4 separate regions of the Zea mays genome follow, and all the other regions are linked to region 2. Evidence: chromatin contacts called from public Hi-C data. All regions are on one chromosome and are shown on one strand. The core of a region is the stretch at or near the end of the contact, and the rest is flanking DNA. Distances in the headings are between cores, read along the strand shown.

Region 1 (5,581 bases), core at 864-3,363, 270 kb before region 2:
TGCAGTGCAGTGCATGGCATGCGCGGTCCGGTCCGTCCACACGAACACGACCACACTGAGCTTCCGTTCCCCGTTGCTCTACTGCGCGTCTAATTAAACGCTACGCCATGTGCGTTCAAACCTAGCCCTGCCCCCACTCGCGCTAGGTCCCCGGCCGGTCTCCTGGGTTCACACGCCTAGAGCGTACGTACCCGCGTAGTACCGAAACGGAAGTCGTGAATCTGTGATGCTTCGTACACAGATCGAGATGGTCGGGCTCTAGACTTGATTTGCCAATAATCTTGACGTAGATCGATCGCTCCAACAAGCAACTGATTGCGTGCTTTAGGCTCCATGTCTGGTCAAGAGCTACTATATACTGTATTCGGGGCCACGATGACAATGTGTCATCATATACTTGCTTTGACTTGACCATACAACCAAGGTAATGAATGGTTCTTTCTCAATTATTTACGTACAGCGTCGGAATACATTTGTCCTTCCCTGGTGCTGTCCGATGGTTAGCAATCAAAGTTGGCTCGCCTATCAGTAGCAATATCAACTTGCTTTTTTGTGAAGGGAAATGGAACGGCGGCAGCGGCGCACTCAAAACGTGTGCCTACAAAGTCAACAGCTCGTACAGTAAGCCTTGTACACATGGACGGCCGACGGGTTACGATTCACCAAGTAAAAAATAAATGAAATACTGCATGCGCGAGCGCGACAAAATAAAAAGTCCACAAAATTATCCGCGGATCAGGGGGGGGAGGGGGGGGGGAGTTTTTCCAGCGCTACAAGATAGTAGCAGGTGGGATTGGTAATTGTTGACGATGCTTTTTAGTCCAAAAATATATATGCTGCAAATTTTTATTGGGTACTCATGAAGATGCTATGACAACAGAGGTACTCTTCTTTTTTACGAAACACTATCCTAATTAATTAACCTTCCAAATCGGTAAGAAAAAGAATTACAGTTTGTTCATCACAGAAGAAATGTGCTACAATAATATGTGTGCGAACGGACAGATCCATTCAAGTCCAAAAGCTATGCTATATTAATAGTATATATCATTAATATAATACTGTATACATAAAACTAATAAACATGCCATCGTTAGCAGTCATAGGTTAAAAATAATACATAAAACGCAACGAATAGTTAAACACGTCATTTTTTCGGACGGTACATCAACTGCTCCGATTAAAAGGTATTTTCCTGCAACCAAAGCAACGAACCAGTCTCACCTGTCCACACGGAGCAGCGCACCAAAGAGAGCCACTAAAAAAATTACGATTACATGATGGGGATTCGGATCAGTAATTCACCGAGGGGAAGGTACGCACTGTGTGTGCTGTGCTGTGCCGCCCGCGGACGATTGCGACCACCGTCGGCTCTCGGCTGACATGACATCACCGACTCACCGGGCCAGCCACCTCCCAGCAGCAGCCGAGCTGACGCGCACGCCCAACGGCCCCACGCTACGGCTCTCCTTGGCTGGCGCGGTGCAGGAGGCAGGTGACGATGCGCCGCGCGCTACGCTACGCTACGCCTGGACGCGCGCCGAGCGAGGGGTGGCCGGCGCCTCCGGCTCCGGCTCCGCGTTCAGGTCCAGCCCGGCACGCGGCGACGGGGCGGTAGCGCGGACGACGGCTACAGGCTCGTCGGGCCGCGGCTGCGCCGGCTCCTGCTGCGTGGGGGTCGGGGTCTCAGGCGCCGGCGCGCCAGGGGCCGGGGTCGCGAAGTCCTCCCAGGAGAAGCTGGGCCGCCACGCCGGCGCGCGCGGGGCGGGCCGGGCGCCGGCGCCGCACAGCCGGCGGGAGGCGTCGCGGATGCGCCGCAGGATGGCGTAGAACTCCTCGACCTCGGCGTCCGAGGCCTCGTCGACGGCGACCGGGGCGGCGGCAGCGGCAGCGGCGGCGGCGGCGTCGGCGTCGCCGGTGATGTCGGCGTCGGGGCGCTTGCGCTTGCGCCTGGCGGTGGCCGCGCTCGCGTCCATGGTCTCACGGGCACGGCGTGCTGAGCAGTGCGCGGGGAGGAGCGGGCATAGCAAGTGTTTGGTGGCTTAGAGGAGTGTTTTCGAAGAAAAGAAAAAGGACCGCTGGTTTATAAGGCGGAAAGAGCAATTATGCGGAAATATGTTCTTTTTCTTTGAAACTTCTCCGGGCGATGGAGTGGTCTTCTTTTTATACGATGGGCCAATTGTTTATGCACACTGTTATATAGTTCTAGCTAACACTACGGTCTAAAAAAGAATAGTTGTCGACAGAGGTAGCATAAGTGAGAATTGGAGATGGGTAGCATGAAGAAATTACCCCATTAAAGATACTCCCTCCGTTTCTTTTTATTTGTCGCTGCATAGTGCAATTTTGCACTATCCAGCGACAAATAAAAAGAAACGGAGGGAGTATCTATTAGTCCATTAAGGGTTTGTTTGGGATCAAAGGTAATGGAGTGGATTGAGGGGGCTAAAATCCCTCACTACTTAATTTTGAATAGTGAGGGATTATAGCCCCCTCAATTCCCTCCATTACCCTTTGTCCCAAACAAGCCCTAAAGGTTTGCACCACCAGACGATGCACGTAGTAGTTTAGCGCCTCCACGAACCGCTTCATCATCGTCGCGACGTTGTGCCACGACTCTATTTTGTAACCACCACCACCACTTTGGGTGATAGGCCCCACATCGCACATAGGAACGTGTCCGCGCACGACATCGACGGGACACACTGGTCTCTAGGCTCAGGTGTCGTTGATAACTGTCGATGTCGTTGCTCTGTTGGTGGCAGCCATCCTTGCCAGAGTCGTCAGGGGAGGCTAGGAGGTAGTGCAGCTATAGACTGGAGGTCATAAGCTCATGGCCCGCACCTCACATGTCTTCACTTGGAGCTACTCCATGTCCAGCGCCTCCAACCGGGATACGACTAGGTTAAACTAGAAGGGCACGTCTAGTCGCTCCGCCTCCATGGTCAACACCATGGCTATGTGCGTGAGCACGTCCCTATACTCGTGCATGGTTAAATCCACCAAATAAATTGCACTTAGGCTTAACAGACCATCAAAACCAATGGTTCAGATCGTTGGATAACTCACTCTCCCTTACTCACATAAATCCAATGGACAATATTATTTGCATTATCCCTTATCTTTCAACCCTTCCCTCCCCCTTGCCCTCACTAGCATATAGCTTGTGTGTCACACCCGGTTTCAGAAGTCAAACCGAATGTGAACTATGTACGTGGAAGGATAAGAACTCACATACACAACGATTACATAGATAAAATACCATTGCACAATGCTCTAATAATAACATAAAGGGTATTAGACTTACAAGAAACAGATGTCGAAGACACCAACATATTCATTGACTTCACAATTATCAAAGTGCTAAAACGGAACGTAGCTAAGATAAAGGACTTCCATTGGTAATTGACTCGGGGATTACACTTATCGAGGAAATGATCCCTGGTCTCTAGGACCTGCCAGTTAGATAGTGCAATGAGGAAAGAGCCCTTGATCGTTGGGGTCGTTGGTCAGTTGAGAGAGGTGGATACGTCAACCCTGAAAGAGTCCACCCCCGGTCGAACCTCGCGCCATCGAGCCCAAGGTCGGGCGTGACGGAACTAGATGGGAGGGGACGAGCTTGTCGAAAGGGAATCACTCGAGTGGATCACGCGTCTGGCCTTAGACTGGCCTATCATAAATAGCCGACCACATTTAACCATGCTTGGCACTGAGCCATAGCGCGGGCGCCGATCCACTTCCCACTCATAACCCCTCGGGTCAAATACACATTCATGACCTACGAGCTCCCGGGACCGCGACACATTAATGGCCTGCACGTCACTTGCCCTACGACGCACTCATGGTGAAAGGGAATTAGGCTTACACCTAGTTCCTAAATTATTTTGGTGGTTGAATTGCCCAACACAAATAATTGGACTAACTAGTTTGCTCTAGATTGTATGTTCTACAGGTGCCAAAGGTTCATCTACAACTATACTAATTCGACTGACCGGAATACCGTAGATTATTCCGGACAGGAGAAGCTTTTTGGAAAAACAGGCCAAGCGCGGACCGTCCGGGCCTTTGCGGCGGACCGTCCGCGACACAAGGATGACCCTCGGACAGAACCAATACAAAAACACAAGTTTCCACTACAGACTGTCCGTAGGAAAAGCAAAGACCGTCCGAGCCCTCGCGCGGACCGTCCGGCCTCAGGCGCGGACCGTCCGGTCGGTAAGAAACCGAAAAACCCGAAGGTGACGGGTTCGGAGAAATGAATTATAGAGGGCCTCGCGGACCGTCCGGGGTGCACGACCGGACCGTCCGCGACTGGCTCTGTCTGACATCTGACGACGCATTAAATGCAATATAGCCGTTGATATAGCCGTTACTGCTGACCGTTGCATTTTCAGCCGTTGATCTACAGGGGCGGACCGTCCGCACCAGGAGGGCGGACCGTCCGCGCTCAGCAGAAAGGCCCAACGGCTAGGAAGTGGTTGGTGGCTATAAATACCACCCCAACCACCTCCATTCAAATCATCCAAGCATTCCAACCTTCAACATTCAATACAAGAGCTAGCACTCCATTCAAAGACACATTCAAAGCCTCCACCTCTCCAAGTTTCACAATTGAGAAAAGAGATCATTAGTGATTAGTGACTTGAGAGAGGAAGTGATCCGTGTGTTACTTGTCGCTCTTGTCGCTTGGCTTTTTAATCGTGCTTTCTTGATCCTTTCATCGCAATCAAACTCACTTGTAATTGAGGCAAGAGACACCAATCTTGTGGTGATCCTTGTAGGAACTTTGTGTTCCAAGTGATTGAGAAAAGAAAGCTCACTCGATCCGAGGGATCGTTTGAGAGAGGGAAGGGTTGAAAGAGACCCGGCCTTTGTGGCCTCCTCAACGGGGAGTAGGTTTGAGAGAACCGAACCTCGGTAAAACAAATCTCCGTGCCTCACTTGCTTATTCGCTTGGGATTTGTTTTTCACCCTCTCTCGCGGACTCGTTTCTTTATTACTAACGCTAACCCGGCTTGTAGTTGTGTTTATATTTGTAAATTTCAGTTTCGCCCTATTCACCCCCCCTCTAGGCGACTTTCAATTGGTATCAGAGCCCGGTGCTTCATTAGAGCTTAACCGCTCGAAGTGATGTCGGGAGATCACGCCAAGAAGGAGATGGAGACCGGCGAAAAGCCCACTACAAGCCAAGGGAGCACTTCATCGGAAGAGTCCCGCACCAAAAGGAGGGAGAAGAAGAAGAGCTCCTCCAACAAAGGGAAGGAGAAGAAATCCTCTTCTCACCACAAAGAGAAGAAGGAAAAATCTTCTTCCCACAAACCGCACCGGAGTAAGAACAAGGAAAAGAGGATGAGGAAAGTGGTCTACTACGAGACCGACACTTCATCAACATCGACCTCCGACTCCGATGCGCCCTCCGTAACTTCTAAACGCCAAGAGCGTAAGAAGTTTAGTAAGATCCCCTTGCACTACTCTCGTACGTCTAAACATTTACTTTCCGTCCCATTAGGCAAGCCACCAACTTTTGATGGTGAAGATTATGCTAGGTGGAGTGATTTAATGCGATTTCATCTAACTTCAC
Region 2 (5,828 bases), core at 460-2,959:
TTACTATTTTCTAGTAGTAATGATCGAAGCTAAAGCACTTTTTCTAGTAGAGAGTGATAAAACTAATCATTGTTGCTGAACCAAGGGGATTGATTTAAAATTCCCTTTAAATAATGTTATTTACGAGTGATGCATAGTGTTTGATCCATATTTAAGGTGACCAAATCTGATGAAATTGTTTAAATATTTTAGGCTCCGTGATGGTCATGTAGGCTGTAGCAGCTGCTGGGTGTTGGTATAGAAACGGTTGCGGAACAGAGAGTTAAGTACCTCCTGCGACCCAATCTTTTGTCCAGAAAGACACATTGTGTCTGACTAAACTTGAAATTAGTATTATCAACATTTATAGCTAAATATATTTGTTTTTAGAAAGCTAAATATGCTTGTTGTAGATATATATTAGACCGTCGATTCAATGATACTTACGAACGTGTATACAAAAAAATATCACTCTGTCCGAAAATAATGATGGTTTTATCTTTTTAGTTGATTCATACCATAACTAATATATTTATTTTATATATGTGTTTAGATTCATGCTCCGCTATTTGAATATAAATATAAAAAACAATAATATTTTGAAACGGAGGGGGATGTACGACCTTTCTAGGAATGAGTAAGCAGCTAAAATATCCAAACTGTTCGGGATTGAGTCGCAGAGCGCAGTTCCAATATGTGTGGGCAGTTGCATTATACACCCAAGTAACCGGCGAAGAAACATGGACGACATTTCGGCCTCGCAACGTTTTGCCCACATGCCCAAGCTCTAGTGAACTTGAAATCGCAATCCCGTAGTAGCACACACCGCCTGCACAATTCTACATAGCTATCAAATCCTGCATACAGTACTTCGCTAAACAAGTTTTTGGGTGCTGATGCGCTTGATTGAAATTGCTGCCGTTGTTCTTATGTATGAATCGAGAACGTCTTCCGGGCAGACACTGCGCGATCGATGGAGCAACGAAGAGCGCGCTTGGAATTGCGCCATTGCAGACACGCGGCATTATCTAGTCGACTAGCAAACCTCGCCTACACATCCTCCGCCCGCATTCCCCCGTCACTGTACCAAGACACTACCTCCAACCCCTGGGGCAGGGCAGAGCAAGACCAGCGAAAGAAGCATCGCCACCGGCTCGGTTGTCTGTCTCTCAAAGGTTCGTTCACCAGATGCTCCAAATGTCGTGGTCGAAGGCGGCCACCTCGGCGGCGCCGCCGCCGGCGCACCGGAAGTCCTCCTCCACGAAGGGGAACCAGCCGAGCAGCTTCTCCTCGTCCACGCCCCACGTCCACCACGCCGCCGCGCTCAGCCCGGCGTCGAGGTCCCAGTCCACGGCGCTCGCGTCCGCGTCCGCGTCCCCGTCCTTGTCCCCGCCGACGCACACGTCCGGCACGGTCGGAGCCGTTTCCGGCCCGGGCGACGACGCGGCCGAGGCGGCATTTGCTGCTGCTGCTGCTGCGGCGGCGGCGGCGGCGAGGGTCGTGGCCGCCGCGACGCGCGGGCCCGCCGCGGGCTTCGCTTTGGCGCCTGACTTGGGCTGCCTCGGCTGTTTGTCCCGGCGCTGCGGCTTTAGGTTGGCGGCGAGGTCCTGCGGCTCCTCGACCTTGGGCTGCTGCGCTCTGGTTCTCTTCATGTCTGGCTGGCGGTTCTCCGCTTCGGGGCAGAGTTGAGTGTGTTTCGTGGGACGGTGGGAGACTGGGACTGGGAGTGGTGGAGCTCCGAGGCGTTTGGGCGTGCGGCCTTTTGTAGTAGTAGAATGCGGGTGGGGTCTCCGGTCCGCGCCTGGCTTGGGTTCGGCAGAAGCGCGGCGCGGCGAGGCAAGTGGGCTGTGTCTCTGCATGGTTAGTGGTGACTGCTGATGTGATGACCTGCCCCAGTGGCCGAGCGAGTGGGCTGCAGAGGCCGCCGCAGCCGCAGCCGCCGCGCGCCGACCTCTCTTTCTCTTCTCGGGTTTCATGTGCATGGTGCAGCGCACCTAGGCTGGCCGACTAGGCGAGTCCCGGATCGTGATGGAAACTGGTGTGGATGGATTAGACTGCCAAAGCTCATTGTCACGGTCACACAAACACACATGGCTGTTGCTGTGTATTTACGATCGGATGATTTTGCTACTAGCATAGAACACAAAGTTTGTAGCAGCCATCCCTGCGCTCGACCCACGATCGTCATGTTTTTTTTTGCACCGCACCACTTGCAAGAGCGACAGTGAGATCGTGGTGCGCCTTCATGGCCAGTGGGCGGCTGGAATCCGGCGTGTCGCCTTTCCGCCGAGCAGGCGGGCCAAAGCTTGTGATGCTGGTACGCACCGTACTACGTTCGGTAGGGCACGATGCGTGCAGCTGTGCATGCACGGGGCGAGCATGGAACATGGCGCCGCGCGGCCCGGCAGCCTGTGTATCCCAGCCTGCTCCTGCGTGCGATCACGTGGAGACGCCGGCGACATGGGGGATGGGGAAGGTGGGCGTGGCGGATCGCGTGCGATCGACCGCGCCGATGGCACACACGCCGACATCGTGAGACGCTCGTAAACAAGTCGAAGCGCACCGGCTCGCATCGGAGGCTGGAGCTGTAATCTCAGCATGTGAGCACGTACGTAGTCAATGGATGGCTATGCAAGTGTATCTCAGTAGTTTATTAATACTATCTCCGTACGGGCGCTCTGTTATCGACCGAAGTATAGGAGTACTCGTAGTCGTAGTCTCGTACACAGGTCCTCGAGCATTTTAGTAGGAGTGCGACGAGTGAAGAAGAAACCGTCGTCGGTGCCGTTGCCGTATCCTGTTAGAAAAAAAACGGTTAGAGCGTATTTAAGTGCACACAGGGTGGGGCCGTCTGTCGGCAAGCTCCGGAATTAATTGCATGACCTAGCTAGCCTCAGCCAGCCTTCAAAGTGGCAGCTGTAGCCTGTATATTCTAGTCTATGCAAGCCGAGCGGCGCACGGCACCTGCTGCTCTGACAGGCGGGGCGAGAAGATTTGGGTGCGTGCGGTGCGGGCAGTTGCGCTGGGCCCGGCGGCCGTTCGTTGGTCCCTCGCGCGCGGCGCGCGGCAACTTGGCTCGCTCGTGCCGTGCCTGCCGGTGCCGGCCGAGCGCGGCTGTCCCGCTACGCTAGGCGCTAGCAGCCTGTGTCGGCCCAATCGCCGCCTCGGCGCAGCGCGACAGGTTGTCTCCGTCTCGTGTCGTGCTCGCGCCCACGCGACGCTGTCCGCCACGATGGCTGCTGCAGCTGCCGCCCTTTGCCGCGGTCCGGTCAGGAAGCCCAAGCCCAGCGTATACTTATCTCGTAGTACATTCGGCGCGACTGACGCTGACCGCGCACCGGGCGGGCGGGATCACATGTTTGTTGTTGTTCAACAAATGGTGTGCCCGTCCCGCGCCGCGAAATCTCTTTGGCCGGCCGTTTTATGCGACGGTCACGATCCCCGCGCGGCACCGGCACCGGCACCGGCACCGTACCGGAGGCCAGTTTCTGACAGGGTAGGAGGATGCACGCATAGAGGCCAACCCGTCCACCACGTGCGGCGGCGATCCTGTCGTGCTTTGCCGCCCTGCCGGGGAAATTAAACAAGCCACCGACGCCGACGTTGCGTTGGCGGCCTATACAAACAGGCGCCGGGGTAGGGATGAAAACGGTGCGGAAAAATCCCGTACCGCCCCGTTCCGACTACCGGTTTTTTCGGATCGTTTTCGTATACTTCGGTTATTTTTCGGATTCGGGACGAAAACGGGTAGACGGTCTTCGGTAACGGTATCGAAAACGGGCAGACTGTTTTTTCGTTCGTTTTTGCGGTTACCGTTTTGATTCGAGAAAATCTCGCTTTTCATACCGTTTAGGCTATTCGGTTCTGGGCCTTTTAGTTTTTGTCTTCCACTCTTCCAGCAATCCAGAATTCCAGATTCCAGCCCAAGGCCCAAGTTGAACACACAAAACGTGAAAACCCTAAATACCTAATACCCGACCACGGTTGCCAGTTGCCACCCTGCCTGCGTCCCTGTCGCTGCCCAGGCCGGCAGGCCCCAGGCGCCCAGCTGCTGCCTGCTAGCCGCAGCCGCCAGGCGCCACTGCCGCACTGCGCCAGCCGCGGTCGCCTCGCCGGACACCGGCTCGCCCTCTGCCCCTCGCGCCGGACCTCGGTTAGCTCCTGCCTGGCTGCCTTGTGCTCGATCGTGGCCACCAGTACACCACGTCTTTCTTTGCTTCTTGCTTCACTGCTTCAGTGCGTACTGCGTAATGCGTTGATTGCGTTTGGACTTTGGATGTTCCTCTCTGGCTCTCCACACAGAACAGCCGAACAGGGAGCGGCCTGTCCATCTGCTGTCTGCTGAAGCCTGAAGACTTGGAGTTGGAGAGAGTGATAGGTATAAGTTTCACTTTTGGATAAACCGAATGTCCGTTGTCCCTGGCAGCTTGGCAGCTTTTTGTACATATTTCACGGGCATGTGATCTGTGCCATAGCGTCAAATTATCAGTATGCTTATGAGTGTAGATATAATTTCTCACTCAAATAATGCCACTATGTGTTTATGTTGATGCTATAAACTTAATATATATTAATGTTTGAATTAAGTCATTCAGTTTATTGTTTGTTTTTGTTAATTACCGACTCAAGTTTCATATATCGATCGTTTTCGACGTATCTTCGTTTCGAATTTTTCGTTTTCGAATGATCGGTAATTTCGATACCGTATACCGACCCGAAACTTCCCGTTTTCGTTTTCGTACCGTTGTTATAAAACAAAACCAAAACCAATATCAGTGTTTTTTCGATCGTTTTCGACCGTTTTCATCCCTACGCCGGGGACCATCGCGCTCGTGCGGTTGTGCCGACCACCAGACCAACACCGGAGGCCCGGGGAGTTCTGGATCTGGGCCAGGCCGCGCTCGCATTACGATTTGAAGCCCACCTGATAAAACAAGAACATGGCCCATGGTAATTGTTTTAGCAAGCCAGAATCGAAGTCATCCGTTAGGCCGACGCAGTGTGCGAACAAGAAAGCGGGCATGCAGATCTTCGGCCTTTTCTCGTGCCGTCTTATTCTATCCGTCACGCCTGCCTTTCTCTCGTGCCGGAATACCCGGGCACGATACCGAGTCCCATCGACGAGCATGGATGCCTGCAAATGTAAATTGCATGATCCATGTAAAACACGCACGCACGCACAGGCAATGATGGACGTGGACGCCGAAGGCAAAGGCAAAGGCGTCTTGGTTTCAAAATTCAAATACAAGCAGCAGAGCGGTTGCGTTGCATCATCTGCAGCAGGCTGCGCCACGTTTGGGTTGTCCAGAGGCGCCTGCAGTGCAGTGTCCCTGTCACGCCATGTGATTTGGGTGCCCGCGACATTCGTCTCCGGTCGTGTCGTACATGGGGAGGTGTTTTATTCGGCATGCCTCCTGTCCCGTGCCTGTGCCGCCGACGGCGACGACGATTCCCGCTCTCCGGTTTTTTTTTTCTTTCGTCGCAACTTGTTGTCCAGATCGAATTAGCATCGTGTGGGGGGGCGTACGAGCGGACGACAGAGACTTGTCTTCCTCTCATCGGTAGAGGAGCATAAACAAGTACACGATGCTGCTAAAACCTACCCCCTTCGTTGCAGGCGTGTTATCAATATCACAGTGTGACCGAGCAACGCACTGGTTGTTTGTACACACGCGCGGACAGAGGGCGGAGCACGGTGGGTGTGGAGTAGGACGGGTTGGTTTACCTGCTCTGCTCCTGCCGATTATTCCGGAGAAACCTGCCAGTGTCTTTTTCTCCCCCCCCCCCCCCCCCCCCCCCCCCCCTGATGTTTGCAATATGGGTCGCCTTGCTTTGGACGACGGACACTT
Region 3 (5,406 bases), core at 927-3,426, 320 kb before region 2:
TGTATTACGTGTAGGACCAAGTACTAGTGGTGAGTTAAATTACTATTTTTATTATTCTCCGAGCTCCACATCAGCTAGCTATTTGAGACAACCATTGCGGACGCCCTTATAAAGGTGTCCCCAATAGCTAGCTATTTCACTAGTTAGATCCACTCTCGCTCTACATCAGCTAGCTAGTTGAGATAGTCATTGCGGACGCCCTAATGTGAGGTTAGAGGGAATACGAGCGCGAGTAAAGTTTTTTTTTCTGAAGTCACATTAACTATACTTTGTTGCAAAGCAACGGGACGATAAGTACGTATCAGGACTTCGTGCACTCAGCAATACACGTTTCCATGGCTGAATAGTCCAGCTGCATGAAAGCTTTCAGTATTTTATACGGATCAGTCCTTGACTCCTAGCATCTTTTACCAGCACGAAACGTGAATCATCAGAGGGCGTGCTGTGTACTACGTACGTACGTGGATCATCACAGGCAGAGCAGGCCAAAAACTTTCTTCTTCTTCCTTCGTTTGAAACGAAGGCCAAAACAGTTGTTGTCGTTCGTTTGTATATATTTATTTATGCCAACAGAGTGGCAGTAGCGCGATTGGACTTGTCCAAGCGACGACGTCGCCTTGTGATTGTCGTCAAGCTCAAAAGGAACGTTCCCGCATAGATGCCCTCGACCGTGTCCACGACAAGACCGAGACTAGCTAGGCTTCAACCGAAACGCCTTCCAGTCTGGAACAACGAACGAACTAGGGTACGTAAGCACATGCAGTTACTGGACTGTTTTTTTTTAACTACGCTTCACTCTAAGTCTTACTCTACTCTGATTAAGACTACTTTCTCGAGACAGAATTCGTGCAAACATGCATGCATGGAGGTTGCTATCGAACTATTTTTTATTATTATTTTGCAACTACATTTCTATTTAATACTTACAATTTGCTGCGCCGCGCGCGATGTTGCAATGCATACGATATATAGTGTGAGTTGAAACTGTAGGGTTTTGCTTGCACTTAATACTGTAGCAGAACGATGTTTGTTGGGGTTATTTTTTATAGCTGATAGTCACGGATATGGTACAATCTGCAATTATTTCATTAGCATCAATGTTCTTTTGCTTTTGTCTGTTTGATAATTATGTTTTGATCTATACTACGTACTGCAATTCATGAGTTTCTGATCGAGTTCAATATGAAAGTATGATATGCACTTGTTTCGATCATTAATTATAGCACTGGTATTTCTTGATTTTTCTCTTTTTAGAAGCTATGTTTTGTTCTATACTTCAGTTCTGTATTTTCTAAGTTGTAATTACTGTATGATGTGCACTGTTACGCCATTCATTACAGCATCAAAGTTCTTCGTAATTCACGTGTTTTCTACCAAAACGCTAGCTAGTTTTTTTTTCACCAGAAAATGTGCTAGCTCGAGGAAACCAATACGGGCCATTGCCTTCGTGACAGCAATTTGAATACACTAGAAGTATGTAACTATCGCCACTTCGGTACTTTGCAATAAGTGTGTGCAAGCAGCATGCAGCAGCGCCATGCAGAGGACGAAAAAAAAAGATGATTAAAAGGTCCATACAATTATAGGGTCCACATGGGACTCCACTAAGCACCGCTTTTGTTTGTTGCTGTTATATCATCGTGGTTGGTTTGCCATGGCGATCTTTTTCGTTCGGGTGGTATTATCTTGGAGTTAACTATATAATCTAAGATCACTAAAAAGAGGCAAAAAAAAAATCGTGCCTAGTAGTACTCTTAGCAGTTTCCGCCGCCAATCAGGTCGTATCAGTTACCACAAAACCCGCAGCGGAGTTGCATGTGTATAGCAAATGGAAAGGAAAAAAAAACAAGAGACACGATTGATCTGCACTTCTGCAGGATCTCGGATCGAGTTGGACGGAGGTGCCCGTACGTACCGTGGCTGCGGAGGAAGACCCTGGCGACGAAGGGCGGCTCCTTGGGCCGCTCCGGCATGTGGAAGTCGCTGACGTTGAGCCGCCACGACGCCGTCGGCCCCGCCCTCAGCCCCTCATTGTGGTCGTCGTCGTCGCCCATGCCGCCGGCCAGAGGATCCGATCGAGGGTAGATTCGTCGGATGAAGGAATGGGGACTAGCGCGGCCAGAGAGTCGGCGCAACCACAGGATCGGACGGCGGCAGGACAGTGGGGGAGAACGGTGTGGTGGGGGTGTTTTATATATAGATGAGCAGTTATGGTGGTGGTCGTGGTGGTGGCGGCCACACTCCCGCACAGATCAGATGACTAGATCAGAGATTGAGAGCGCATGCACAACGGCAGGTGGCTGGGACGGCGAGGTGCGCGCCGGCCGCGCGCGCGTACGTCGCCTCGTCCGTTGTTGCTTTCCACACGACCCTTGTGTTGAACATATCTGGTATAAACCAACTCCTCCGTGCAATTATAAAACTTCTAATTTAGGTCACATGATATTAATCGCTACAGGGGCTTGATAATTTTACACGTAACTATCCACTGCTAATCACATTTTTTTAAATCTCCCCTCTCACACCCCCGCACGCCCCCTTATCAGAATCATGTGATTTAAATTAGAAGTTTGCACTATATATATTTACACGGAGGGGTTAGTTTGCACTATATAGATTCTCTTCTTTTATCCGAGAGATCGAGCGCGGATGTGAGAGGCTGGGCAGGGGGAAGTGGCGCGGTTGGGGGTCGTGACGGCTTGAAAGATTTGGTGCATGCATGCCTCGCTTTTAAAAACTTGTGCGTTAGCGCCCGTCGAGTCACCTTTGTTGCACAGTCTTTAAAATTTGTCGAGTCACGACAGGGCTTGGGTCAGGTCAGCTCACTCCTCCATCAGCCGGCGGCGCGCGGTCAGGTCGCAGACTCCGGCCTAGCAGTAGCAGGCCATGTCTGCATGCGGTGCGGGCACGGGGACACTGACAAGACGACACGGCGGTAGAGCGGTACACGTTGGAGTGGCCGACGCGGCACACCCGAAGTGGGAGCTGATGCGGAGAGATGGGACTGTTGAGAACTACGTCACCACGGATCACCAGATCCGCTCCCTTCCCTCCCGTCAGCAGTAGAGGCGTAAGAAGCTGTAGAGTACCCGTCTCCCTTCCCATAAGCACGACAGAGAGCACACAAGACACATGATGTAGGGTTGGGCCTCTGGCATCTTTCTATTCTATGTATTATGAGGGGTGTACATGTTCCTTATATAGAGATGTGAGACCCCTCAGGGGCAAAGCAGGTATTTGCCCACATAACCCTAACTAGGGTTACTTAACACTCCCCCTTGGGCGAATACCGCGACCAACACATGCCTCGTTAAAACTCCGAAAAACCCAGTGGGAAAAATATGGAGAAAGAGTGCATGGTGATACAAATTGCATTTGCATTTTGTTGCCTCGTTAAAAACCTCATGTGAGAAACTTCAAGAAAACTCACCAAGGGAAAAAAGAGTACAACAACTGTCATCGGGACAGATTTCGATCCTTTGGGATCTAGATTCTATCGAATCTTCTACAAGGGCTAACTTTAGAAATGTGCTCCCCTGATCCTTGCAAAATCGTATCAATAAGGCAAAACATATTCTTCTGGAAGTATATGCACATAAAGATTCAGCAAACGGATTGCATATCCTTGCAAGGACTATTTCAGGAACTTTACCTCTACTCACTTCTAGGATATACGAGGTAAGTGCACGTATCAATATAAATAAGCCACTTTGACTGATGGTGTTCGATCGACTAGATCTATATATTTGATAGAAAGTTTTATAAAGGTTCACATATTGATCATCAAGCTCACGCCTTCAGGGCATAGAATATGACATTTATTGTCTCACGGTTGTGATCAATATAAGCATTCGCTCCCCCTGACGATGACATCTGTCAAAGTCTTTATCCTTCATAACTCAAGCATATTCTTCAAGATATATGTCTCATTGTTCATCTGGAATAACGAGAATGAATGAGGTTGGGGTGCTATCATTTTCTATCTTACACCACAATTTATACATAGTTGTGCAAAGCAAATAACATGTCCTTCAATAGGACTTAGGGGATAATATAGTTGCAATAGTACATATTCTAAATATGATACATCGCTTGAGGCGTTCATCCATTGCAACATCTATGATGGTGTAACAAAAGTCCATCTAAGATCGTAATCCATCAGGGATTTTTCATCGATCAGATACATCGTTATAGTCTGTCATTCTAGCACAATGGGGATATTTTGCTAGTAACACCTAAACCTTATAGGTTTCTGTCATCAGGGCTTTGAGGATACCGTAATTCCACATCTAGTGGAAATTACCATGAGTAAAACTCATGGAATGCACATGTGCTTATTCGGTGAACTTCAAGTCCTTTGGTACCTCATCTTATTCCTTTTCGGGTCTGTATGGGTCTTTATCCCTTTACAGAGATTATCAAACTTTGGTGTTCAACACAGACTTTGTTTCTTCTGGATAGGTTCCATCTGGGAACGATAGTCTCAACTAGGAGATATTCTCCCTACATAGGAGAGTGATCATTCATCAGGAATGTATTATTCGGTATGAGATTTATATGTTGCATATTTATAATTCAAATATATGAGTCCTTCTAGGATCTCATGACGGATCTTCAGAATCCTATTAACTGCATATTTTAATTCATGCCATTTGCCAGATATATTACATAGCGGAACAGTGTTTATTCAACACATACGTGGGATGGGTCTCTCACAAGACCACTTGAACCATCGCATTCACCACACATTATTTCAATAGTGCCCATAAATGTCCGAAATTCAAGCTCGTGACTTTCATTTTGCGATTATTGGTTCAGCCTCGATTGCATTTATCATTGACCCGATAAGAGAGCTTCAAGCACTCATGCCTAGGACTTTGTTTTGGATCCCTTTGCAATCTATAAAGGCAAGATAGGTGTCGACACATTTGTATCCCACATTTAATAATGATCTCCGTTATTTCCCAAAACGAAAGATTCATTGTTCCATATTCCCAGCACAATGATATTGCGCGCATTGCTAGGAACTTCATCATCAAGATGAACCTCTTCGTGAGGCAAATCACCAGCAGGGCGAGTTCATCGGAGGAGAGTTATTACAGACCACGTGAATCTGCAATCAGAACATATGCTTTGACTAAGACCAATGGATCATATTCGCAGGCGTCCCCGAGAATAGATCAAATGTCAATAAGTCAAATGTGGATATTATATTAATCCCGGGTATATCCACATCTACATCAGGTAGAAGCATTCAGACCAATATGGTTACTCCTCAACGATTTCTGGCAAACTCCATATACACAGGAGTACACACCGAACGACATATTCAGTTTGACTTTTGTGCGTTTAATAGAATATTGAGGCATTACACTATATGGGCATTCCTCCCCCTAATGCCGAGAT
Region 4 (5,608 bases), core at 69-2,568, 280 kb after region 2:
CACAACTTGATCACCTTGCGAAGCCATTGTCGTGGTCGTGGAAGTGAGTTCTCCGGAGGTGGGCACCAATGTTGGTCACTTGTTCTCGAATGCTGTGAATTAAGAACAAGGCAACACAGTCGCTAGGGATTAAAGACCTTCGTCCTCCGAAACATTGTTTCCTCTTGGATTCAATGATCATCGGACGAAGGCCATGAAGGACATGCCTTCATCATATCATAAATAAATAAAAATGTAAAGAGATAAATACATTGATGATTACTCTTTAATACATTCATACTTGTACTCCGTAAAACATGTATAAATATCAATAAAATTCACGTTATATTGATACATTCGGCTTGCTCGAAGGTGAAGATGCGAGCGAGTGATTACAATTCAGCGTGAACAGTAGGGTGTTATTGTTCATCTATTTATAGGCACGGGACGCATCCCAGGGGAAATTACATTCACGACCCTCAACATTCATCTAGAGACAACCTAGATTAACAAGGTCTATCTGGTCTTTTCTTCTTCTGCTTGACTTGAACAGAAACTAAATGGTAGCTTTGACATTTGACTATGTTGATTCTACATTAAGTCTGTCTTGAGAATTTTCGGCAGAAAAAAAGTAGACTTATGTACCATTTTACCGAAGATGTTTTTGTTGAAAACTTTTGTCGGAAAAGAAGACACCCAACACTTTACGTCGCCGCCATAAGTCACCAGCGTCGTACCATGACTTATGGCGTCTAAAAAAGATTCAAAGAATCATATTACATCCTTTATAAAACCAAACGTATATTCTTTTAGTAAAAAATTAAAATGCAAAAAAAAATGGTTTCCCACAGCCCTAGCAAAACACAATCGCCACTTCATTCCACCCCCCGTTTCGATGATGGGTGGGGACAAAAATACAGGGACCCACATGTCAGTTAAAATCTGACCATGCATGAGGTCATGGCACGGAATAGTTCTTTACTACTAGGCAACCAGCACGTTGTACACTGACTGTGGGGCCAACCGTACCTTGGGTCCACAAGTCACTGTGTGCTTGACAACACAGCATTGGCAGATCCATGTGTACGTTCTCAGCGCCAGGAAATTGCGGCCGTCCTTTCCTCCTTTTCCGTTAAGCCGATAATCTTCAATGACGCACGGGTCCAAGATTAGCTTGGGCCCATATGGCAGTGTGGGAAGCTGAATCCGGACGCGTGACGCGAGGTCTCGCGTGGTGCGGCGGGCACTACGTCGTGGATGGGGAAGGGGATTAAATATCGTCGGACGAGGCGTGGCCAACCCCTTTCGCTCCTCTCGCCGCTTTGGGTTGGGGTTTAAGCGCGTGTAAGGGAGGCCGGAGGCGACGACGACGGCGCCGGCGTCGGAGAAGAAGAAGCAGACAACTCTCGTATATGTCTTCTTGCCCCTTTTCCGATCTGGTGGTCGTAGCGCTCATCATCGCCGTCTTCGCCGTCATCCTCCGCGCCCTCGCTTGCTCTGGCCGATCTATGCGCAAGGGGCTCAACGGCTGGAACAAATCCTCGTCGATGCTCAGGTCCGTGCCTTTTTTCTTTTCCTTTCAATTTCACCCGCAAAAGGTTCATTCTTTCATCGATCTGGGTGGTTTTGACCGGGTTCTATGGCCCTGTTCGTCCAGATCTGGTGATTTCTTGGCTGTTCTTTCCATGGGGTTTTGACAAAAAAAAAATCACTTGTGATGGCAGGGACGGGTTCGGGGTGAAGTATTCCGGATTCCTCCACATAAGGCCGTGCGGCTTCTGTAGAGGAGATTGACGGATTCGGCCGATTTGCGCTCGTCTCCGTCATTTTTTTTGCACCCAGAGTTTCTTGTTTTTCTTTAGAAGTTTTCCCCCATAGTTTTTGGCAATTTTGGCGACAAGTTTTGGAGTTCTCCCCGTCGGAAGAGATAGAAGAGAGATGTCTCCGTTGAACCAGCAACAGGTTCTCCTCAAGAAGGCCCTGGCGAAGAAGCCCAACGCTAAGAAGATGTCTGAGTTTGGCCTTAAACCCTCTGCTGCCCTCTTGAAGTCCCGGACGCAGCAGCTGCCGGCGCCGGTCCAGCCGAGGCGCCGCGTCCGTGTCCTATTTGAGGACCCCGACGCCACGGACTCGGACTCCGACTCGGACGACGAGGAGGCCGGCGGCACCCCATCAAGGACCAAGCGCTTCTCTTTTGAGGCCTTCATCGGCAAGGCCCCAGCCAAGCCGGTTCTCCCGGCGGCGGCCGCTGTCGCCGCGTGCACCAGCGGCGGGGCGCCGGAGCGCTACCGCGGAGTGAGGCTCCGCAAGTGGGGCAAGTGGGCGGCGGAGATCCGCAACCCGTTCACCGGCAAGAGGCAGTGGCTTGGCACCTTCGACACCGCTGGCGCGGCCTCCGCGGCCTACCTGTCCGCCTCCCGGAGCTTCGCCGACGAGAAGCGGCGCCGCCGCGGGCTGCCCGTGGCCGCGTCCTCAGCAGACACTCCGGCAAGCGGCAGCACCCCGACGGCTTCCTCCTCGTCGTCCGCCTCGACCGCTCCATTCGCGCACCCGTCGCCGTCGTCCGTGCTTGAACCGAGCAAGGAAGCGCGGAACACGCAGTCCCCAGAGGCGACGCCCGCCCGGCCGTCGACCGACTCAGCGCAGCTGCCGGAGGACCCAGAGTTCTACCAGGACCTTCTGCGCGGCCTGCAGCTGCCCGACATCGACCCGCTGGACTTCCGCGCCGGGCTGGACGCTCTGGATCTCTCCGATGCGGACTTCGGCCTGGACGACGAACATGACCTCCTGCTCGGGGACTTCGGGGACGAGGAGATGGAGATCGACCTCGACCTCGACGACATCAACGACGTCTTCCCGGAGATGCCCGGCTGCGACCTCGGCCGCGGCATGGACGACTTCCTGCAAACCGTTGATTTCTGCGTGTGAATTAAAAGGGAGTGTGCCCTTGATATGTTAGGGTTGTTTGGTTTCATAAACGAGCCCCTGAGAGTGTGCTTGGAAAGGGGAGATGAGATATCTTGGGTTTTTTCCCCGGGCAAGTTGGATCTGCTCGTGCCCAGGAGATTTCCTCTTTGCCGAACACACCACCATTAGCGGCCGGAGAGAAGAGGTAATTTTGGTAGGTTATATTATGTTTAAGGTTTAAGGTATAGTGCCTAAGTGTTTGCTTTGTTATTTGGTAATTGGTAATGCTTGTCAAAGACATTGTAGTGGACAAGTTCATTGAGCTGTTACTATTAAGCAATGAAAGGGAAAAAAATAAGTTTCGTGGTAGCTGTGCGCGCATTCGCCTTTATTTACTGTGTTTGGTTCGAATGCTGATGTGGTTCCGAGCTTGTGGTGGACTCTTCGATGGTGCGATCCCGGAACGTAGGTCGTGCTGCGTAGTGTCGTTTGACTAATGCGGGTGGATGCTTATGCCGTGATCGTCGTGATAATCAAAGATTCCTTTTTTGGGCAGTGCGGAACAGTAAACAACATGTTGATATTCTATAATCTAGAGTAGTCCGTCCGTCCAAAAACAACAGTATACCTGCAGGCTGAGTTATGTTCAAGTGGATGTATAATATTCATATGTTCCTATACTGATTTGTTACGGAAATAATATATTTTTTACAACTAATCTAATACAATTTACTTGATACTATAAATATGAGTATTTTTTATCTTTAATTAGGCAAAGTTAAGATACTATCCAATCCGAAATAGATATATTTGATTTGATAATATTCAACTGTTCCCGTTCGTTGTGATTTCGTAGGAAATCGTTTGTGCACGGGCGCGGGGTGTGTAATTGTGTGGACACACTTGGGAGTAACCAATTATATCCGCTGCATCGTTGCACCTTCTCAGTGTTTTGTTTAGTGCTAGTCTGATTGTGACCGGACAGTGGACACCCAAGGCAAGCACCTGCCTTCTGCAGCGAGTCCAGACTGCCCCCCCGGCGCGGCGAGAGCTGCGTGACTCGGCGTGGGCTCCGCGCCACCCATGCCGCGCGCTTGTCGCATCCGAGATGTCCTTTCGGCCACCGCTGCACTGCCGCTGGACAGCCGCAGCCGGCGGCATTGCGCTCACGAGTCCCCGCGCAAGTAGACCGCCGGGAACCCCACATGCACAGAGAGAGAGAGAGACGAGCGAGCGAGTACGCGCGGATACGGACCAGACCACCTCATCACCCTCCTCTGCAGCTCTGCTGGCTCACTCTCTCTCTACACCCGGCCGGGGACGTATCCACTCGGCGCGCTTTTGGCCCGCTGCCTCGCTCTCGTCCTACGGGGCGGGGCAAGCGGCACGCCACCATCCTTGGCGCGGCGCGCGGGCACGGGGACCGGACCTTTGCCGGTGCGTGCGTGTGTGGCGCGCGCGCGGCGCAGGTGCCTCTCCCGCGCGCGCTGGAGATAAGGTTCCCGATGAGGCCGCATCTTGTGGCTCGGTTCGAATCGGGCCGGGACCCCGCGCGCAGCCGCAAGTTGGGGGGTGGACGGAAAAAGAGAGGAGGTGCCTCGATTCCGGCTGCCGCGGTGGCGTGGCGTGGCGTGGCGCTATCCGCCTATCCGACGGGATACCATACCATGCCATGCATCCCCGGCGTGGCACGAGTACACGACGGGTGGGAGTGGCTATCCTATTCTAGGACCAGGCGTGCGGACGGTGGTACACGCACGGCGGCACGCTGTACGCCACGATGCGGACGTTTAGTCTTCGTTTTTTTCCCAACCCCTCCCTCCCCCCGTCGAGCCTGCCGCCGCCGGCCGTGCGTACCACCCCTACCGTTTCTGTTTTGAGGCTTTCCGCAAAGCGCTCTCCGCCGGACAAAATGATGCGTCTACGACGCTTTGCACTGCATACTTGCGTTTGCCTGAGGGCTGCGGCCGGCGTGTCTAAGACTGCACTGCTGACTGGGCTGGACCGGGGGCCACGCGAGGACGCCAAGGGGGAGCTGGTGGGACTGAACTCGCTGTCGCTGGGAAAGTGAATGCGGCTGCGCGGTTGGGGGTGGGGTGGGTGGCGGAGGTGAGGTCGGGGCCGGCCGTCTATCAACGGGACGGAGCCATTGGAGTAGCACGCGATGAGCGTGGCGCCACTGTGTGGGGGCTGCGCTGCGTTTGTGCTTCGTGCAGCGATGTTGGCTGCTGTTGCCTGTTGTTGCACACACACAGGCCAGCGCTTACTGTAGTTAACATGTGTTTTGTTTCGAGACTAGAATGGATATTACATGTTTCAATATTAGGTTTTTTTGCCAGATATATTTTAATACAGAAAAAATGATAGTACGAAGAACACACGTGTGATCTTACAATGCTGAACGTGAACAAAGTAGAAAAACAGCATAATTGTATATGATTGAAAAAAAAGCTGAACGTGTGTATTGCTATTTTGCTAGTCGGAGTAGCCGTCCCACTTGATATAATACATAAATTAAGCAGCGCATTCGTGTCAATGACACACTCCAAAAAGCGTGTTTGAGGTCCTTACATCCGAGAAGGTGAACGCTTTAAGGCCGGCTCTTGCTAAGAGGGAGAAGAGAGGCCTCCTGAGCAAGAGGTGAAGACCGAAAGAGGCGACTCGTCTTGGTTCACTGAAACCAACAACAAAATATTTATCTCATCACATCACTCCGCCCGCG

The links. A called contact is a pair of places that touch in the nucleus more often than the background predicts.
Region 1: a Hi-C map of leaf shows a contact between it and region 2, with 6 times the contacts expected there. The contact joins the promoter of LOC100274910 here to the promoter of LOC100275522 in region 2. A contact is called at or near these places in 4 of 25 Hi-C or Micro-C datasets (ear, endosperm, leaf and 1 more).
Region 3: a contact with region 2 is called in a Hi-C map of bundle sheath, with 6 times the contacts expected there. The contact joins the promoter of LOC100284569 here to the promoter of LOC100275522 in region 2. A contact is called at or near these places in 3 of 25 Hi-C or Micro-C datasets (bundle sheath, ear and leaf).
Region 4: a contact with region 2 is called in a Hi-C map of leaf, with 4 times the contacts expected there. The contact joins the promoter of LOC103649841 here to the promoter of LOC100275522 in region 2. A contact is called at or near these places in 10 of 25 Hi-C or Micro-C datasets (bundle sheath, ear, leaf and 3 more).

Annotation. Positions count from the first base shown.
Region 1 is chr3:22,997,157-23,002,737 of Zm-B73-REFERENCE-NAM-5.0, reverse strand. It overlaps LOC100274910, which reads right to left and starts at 2,113. Exons shown (of 1, transcript NM_001149162.2): 1 at 1,117-2,113. The coding sequence starts at 1,976. The coding sequence ends at 1,524.
Region 2 is chr3:22,727,742-22,733,569 of Zm-B73-REFERENCE-NAM-5.0, reverse strand. LOC100275522 reads right to left here and starts at 1,709. Exons shown (of 1, transcript NM_001149581.2): 1 at 564-1,709. The coding sequence starts at 1,631. The coding sequence ends at 1,161. LOC103649849 (a long non-coding RNA gene) reads left to right here and starts at 3,960. Exons shown (of 2, transcript XR_563747.4): 1 at 3,960-4,132; 2 at 4,282-4,573.
Region 3 is chr3:23,046,192-23,051,597 of Zm-B73-REFERENCE-NAM-5.0, reverse strand. LOC100284569 (metal tolerance protein C3) reads right to left here and starts at 2,176. Exons shown (of 6, transcript NM_001157464.1): 1 at 1,916-2,176. The coding sequence starts at 2,054.
Region 4 is chr3:22,452,112-22,457,719 of Zm-B73-REFERENCE-NAM-5.0, reverse strand. It overlaps LOC103649841, which reads left to right and starts at 1,318. Exons shown (of 2, transcript NM_001323508.1): 1 at 1,318-1,534; 2 at 1,704-3,253. The coding sequence starts at 1,918. The coding sequence ends at 2,907.